2 separate regions of the Mus musculus genome follow, and region 2 is linked to region 1. The links are chromatin contacts, called in public HiChIP or PLAC-seq maps. All regions are on one chromosome and are shown on one strand. The core of a region is the stretch at or near the end of the contact, and the rest is flanking DNA. Distances in the headings are between cores, read along the strand shown.

Evidence for each region. HiChIP or PLAC-seq counts read pairs in DNA pulled down with a chosen protein or histone mark.
Region 2: an H3K27ac HiChIP or PLAC-seq map of neural progenitor cells shows a contact between it and region 1, with 4 times the contacts expected there. The contact joins two enhancer-like sites. A contact is called at or near these places in 2 of 484 Hi-C or Micro-C datasets (double positive thymocytes and nephron progenitors) and 3 of 115 datasets of contacts at active chromatin or transcription factors (the SCID.adh cell line, bone marrow-derived macrophages and neural progenitor cells).

The regions. Positions count from the first base shown.
Region 1 is chr3:50,905,194-50,907,789 of GRCm38.p6, forward strand. No RefSeq gene overlaps it. Among named protein-coding and RNA genes, the nearest start is that of Gm37548, 18 kb to the left of the region's middle. Within about 2 kb of position 1,293, at least 109 of the 459 cell types and tissues checked have an H3K27ac peak or open chromatin away from gene starts, as enhancers often do. A contact at or near this core is called in double positive thymocytes and neural progenitor cells, where this site is marked.
Region 2 is chr3:50,693,454-50,696,049 of GRCm38.p6, forward strand. No RefSeq gene overlaps it. Among named protein-coding and RNA genes, the nearest start is that of Gm40043, 17 kb to the right of the region's middle. Within about 2 kb of position 1,323, at least 36 of the 459 cell types and tissues checked have an H3K27ac peak or open chromatin away from gene starts, as enhancers often do. A contact at or near this core is called in double positive thymocytes and neural progenitor cells, where this site is marked.

The DNA of each region.
Region 1 (2,596 bases), core at 43-2,542:
AATGACTCCCCCCACCCCCACCCCCGCAAGAAACTCTGCCTCATGTCACCATGACCCTGCAAACTCAGAAAGAAAACAGTGTTGGAGACTAGAAAGAAAGGCAAGTGAACACCTCCAGCCTCGTGTGGTCTCACGTTAGTCATTAGCCAAAAGCAAATCCCAAGTGGGTGAAGGGCATGGTGATCGGTCACGGCGTGAGGGTTGAAATGGGGCTCGTTCACTGGACAAATATTTACTATGCACCTTCAACACCAGGCACTCACTCACTGTCCGGGAGCATAGGGAAGCCGCCCCTGAGCTGGTGGAGCTTGAGTTTCTCAGCTCAAAGGCTGGATTTGGTCTCAGTGTGACTTAGGGGTCCATTTCAAAGATGCAACTACTCCCCACAGAGCGATGGTTTGACTCCTCTGAAAGTGTCTCCATGGCTACAATCCCTAGAGAAGGGCCAGAACCATGGAAATTAAGAACCTAGTTTTGTACAAAAAGGAAAGGAGTAAGTAACTTTCTAGCCAAACTCCATGGAACTCCACAAAATCACGGGCCACACCGAGGGGCAGCCCACAGAAGGTCTGGGCTCTGCCTTGGAGGAAGCAATGTGGGAGACCTGGTATTTGACAACAACGCAAGAACGGTAAGCTGAGAAAGGCAAGGCAAACAAAAGTGGAAGGTATAATATATATACATATAATCATAATAATCTCACTGCATACCCACCACCACCCCTAAGCATGTATTTATGAACTGACGTGATATGGCCCAGAAAGTCTTAATACTACAATATTAAATCCCGTCCACGGGAGAAGCGAAGACGGCACATTATAACAAAGACAGTTGGGCTCTGCGTTGTTGGTTTTCTGGTGCTTGCTAATGTTCTGGTTTTTAGCTTTGCTCACGTAGATGTTATGTTCCTTTAAAGGGCTCCCTTCCTGCCAGACCGTTTTTTCAACCAAAGTGCAATGCTGCCCCCTCGTGGCTGAATGCCGTGAGCGCGCACGCAGAAACCCAGCCTTCGCAAAGCCGACTCTACCCGGATTTCATTTTGCCATTTTTCCCCGTCTTCCAAAGTGCAACTATTTCATCTTTAAAGATTCACCGCTCGGGGGTATTTTCTGGCTTACACGCTAATCAACACGTTATTTTCTTCTATAACAGGAACCGTGCTCTGGTTACTTAACGAGGGGGAGTTGTGGGTATGTGGCGGCTTTCTCCACTTTGTGCTTTATGAATTAAGTGATCTCCCCAGAGAAGCTCAGAAATCAGGCCTATTCCATGTAACCTTTAGAATCCTGACTGGGATTCTCACTGGGGAGGCGTTCCCAGAGAGCGCCAGCTCAAGGAGATCAATGCCTGACAGACCATCCCACTCCCAGACAAATGTATTTGATTTCAGTTCAACCTTCGATTCTCATACTGAAACCAAAAGCTCTGAAAATAGCAATGCAGGTGAAACACTGAGCTGGGGAAAGGCTCCTTCCCGGGTTGAGCGAAAGAAAACAACACTCCCAGCTTAAAGAACGGCAGCCTGCATGGAAACACTGTGTGGGGCAGGTGGAGAGCTAACAGGGCAGCTCGCTTCGCCACGATCTGGGTCCAGCCACCGACCCGTCCCTGTATTAACAACCTGAGAATATGTGGAAATGCAAAGACGAGGGTCATCCAGAGCTACTGAATGCTAAAATCTGCCTCTAGGTCTTAGAAGTCTGCACTTTGACCAAGGTCCCCCAATGGTTTATAGCACCCAGAACTTTGAAAACCACTGAGTAATATTTAATAAGAGTCTTAACCTCCATTAAGAAGATACTGTTATTCTGAGATTTTTCAAATATCACAAAGCTGCAGAATAACCAGAGTGGGGTGGGGAGGGAGGGAGAGGAGGAGGGGAGAGGGAGAGGGAGAGGGGAAGAGAGAGAGAGAGAGAGAGAGAGAGAGAGAGAGAGAGAGAGAGAGAGAGAGAGAGAGAGAGAGAGAGAGAGAGAGATTACTTTCCTTTGATTTCTATCAAATTAAAAAGATGTTGCCTGACAACCCAAGAGTCCAACCAGTAAACACCGATAACCATCAACAAAAGTCATGATCACCACTTGGCCATGGCTGATGAGAGTTATCAATGGGATCAGCAACCTCAATGATAATACTTTTGAAAGTCCCTAAGTACAAAATATAAACCAGCTCATTCTGTGGTAACATTCGCTGGATCTGAGGGTAGGAGAGCCTACAGATACCTGCAGAGCATTTTTTTTCCTTGAGAGTAAGAGACCTACCAAAGGTAACCAAGATAGAGGACTGAGAAGTAAGAAAGGCAGAGGGAGGGAAAGAGGAAGGGGAAGGGCAGGGGAGATGAAAGGAGACAAGGGGACCAGAAAAGAGAAGGGGGAGGAGAGAGGGAGAGAGGGGGGAGGAGAGAGGGAGAGAGGGGAGGGGAGGGGAGGGGAGGAGAGGAGAGGAGAGTTGAAAAGTTTCACACCCTTTCAGAGGCTGGGGGGATCCCCTGCTTCTCCAGGCTGGGGATCCCAGTAGAAACCTACCCTCCCCGACTTAATAACAGACTACCCTGGAAATCAAAACCTGCCTGGTCATCAAGAAAAACTAAACAACA
Region 2 (2,596 bases), core at 73-2,572, 210 kb before region 1:
AATGACAACTAATAGCAACCAACAGCAATCAAACACCAACCATCCAACAAACCACCTACCCTCTCCAGGCCCATACTCTCTGAAAAGTCCCCAGAATTCCAAACATCACATAATAGCAGAAACTTTGCTGATGGCCAAATCACATTAGGCAAATCATAGTCAGCTGCTGTGGACAATCTGAAGCAGCCCACTATCCCACACCTGGAGTTAAAACAAAAATATATCCTTATAAATGTCAATACTTTTTAAAGAAACCAAACTTCCAAAATTGTCACTGCAAGTTGATATGTCAACGAACGATATCTTCACTTATTGGCTCTTCCAGAGTCTCTGAGAAGATCGGTCTTTGCACACTGCATCATGTCTCCTGGAAGCTATTTACCTACTAGAAGGGCACTATAGGAGTTAGAAATGTACTTCAAACCCTGGCCCTGCCATTCATTTCCTGTGTGGCCTCTCCATGCCTTGACTGTTTCATGTCACTGGAAGAAATTGTCACATGCCAGCTATTCAAAATCCCTAGAACTGAAGCTGGCATGGAGTTACTGCCATCTCCTGACTGTCCTCAACAGCAGACTTCCAGTGGCCTGATTCACGCATCTGTTTGGGCCATCATCCCAATCTTCAGGCCTGTGGGTGTGACATTGAATTATTCCAAGTCCTGCTGGTCTTTTTCACATCTGGCTATTGATATCAGCCTTTTTCTACCTAACAATCTCAGAGATAATATAGCTATACACTTGTAGCCTAAAGAAACCTAAGCCTAACGCTTAGGAGTTCTTATGATTTTAATCAGTTTTCCTTGATAAGAAACTATTATCTCTCGTTGCTGGGTTAATGAATAAGGAAAATTTTAAACCATAATTTCTACTCCTGTTTAGTTTTGTTTCTTTATAAGCAATCACCTTGCTACAGGAAACATCCCTTCACATCTTGCCCCAGCTGTTTAATTCATTTGGCATTACAATTTTTTTTTTGTCTTTACTAAAAGCTGGTAGAATTTCAAAAGGAGCTTGATGAGGAAAGATTTCAAATATCCTCTCAGTTTTCTTTTCTCCTGGCAAATGAAGTTGCAGAGTCCTAGTGCCATTTAACGTGGCGGTTGGGTGGATGGGACAACTCTTTTAAGATCACACACCTATGGCTGCTTTCCACAGCCCCGCTTCAGTTTGTCTGCCACTTCTCATGCAGAGTCACTGGGAACTGGGCCATGTTCCGTTATCCATTTCAGCTTTGTAAAAAGGAAGTGAGAGATCAGGATCGTTAGATTCTATAAACACTTGAATGCCTGGGAAATGCAAAACCATGCGCCAGGCTGCTGGCTACAAGCAGCAGAGTGGGGAGGAAGGAAATTACATCTTAAACGCCAACGCACTATTCTTACAGAGATGCCTAAAGAGAAGGGAATTCAAGTTGAGCATTTGAATGTTAAAACCAAATAGACAATGAGATGCTCTCCCAGAAAAATAGCTGCCAGATATGTGTTCTCCTGAATGGAAAAGGGAAGAAAAGAGGAGAAACAGAGATAAAAGGCAACATGGGGGAAAGGAGGAGACAGATTGTCTAGGGAGGGTAGTTAAGAATCCTGGAGTTTTACACGAAATGTAATTTTGTTCCATAAAGGGATTTACAATGAGGGAGAGAGGAAAGAGTCGGAGCTCAACTTCACACTCTATGATTCCCTGACATAATATTTCCTCCTCGGATTCCAGCAATTCCAAGTAGTCAATTCAGTGCTATGCAATTCTGAAAATTATCCACAAGGCCAAAATCTATTGCGGGAGCATGCAAACTCCCAGGTCCAAAGCTGGGAACATTATCGTCATTTTTTTCTTTCCTTCAGCTGCTCCACGGCTTTAAGACAAACGAACGGAAAGCCACAGAGCTTTTAAGATGTGGGCTGCATTGTTCTTTTCTCCTGTGGTATAGGTAACCTTTCCCTGCCTGCATGAAGATGCAGAGGTCTATTCCATATACTTTTTTGTTACTTTGCTGCTTGTTGGTGAAACGAATTGCTGCAGAGAAAGCAGCGCCGTAGAGACTGAAGAGCAGGTGACACCGCCTAGCTTCTGCTGTGCGGCTCTGTCACTTTGTGCTAGCAAAGTCCCACACTAGTGCAGGTCACGGATAGAACAATGGCCCACAAAGCCCTTGGACAGGAAGAAAACTGTGAGACGTGGGATTTTAGTGAAAATTCAAAAGCCAACTGGTGCTCTCTGAACCCACTGAATAAGCCCTAAGTTGAAGCCATCAGATTTAACAATTCTCTATAGAAGATTTGGAAGCAAAATCAGGAAGAAATATAATTTCTCTTAAAAAAAAAAAACTTGCACCTTTGCCTCTCTCACACACATTCACACAGCAAAGTAAATGTCATTGTCTATTGAAGGTTGCTGGCAACATTATTGATTATACCATAGCCAATGAACAACTCATGCATTTTTAAACTCTGTAAGTTCTCAGTCCAACTGAGCCCTAAACACAACGGAGAAAGTAAGCAACATCATAAATTGAAGGACAAGGAGTGTTTTAAAATGGGATGGCCTGGGTATGTAACTAAGGGGTGGAGCACTTGCCTAGCATGCAAAAGATCTGG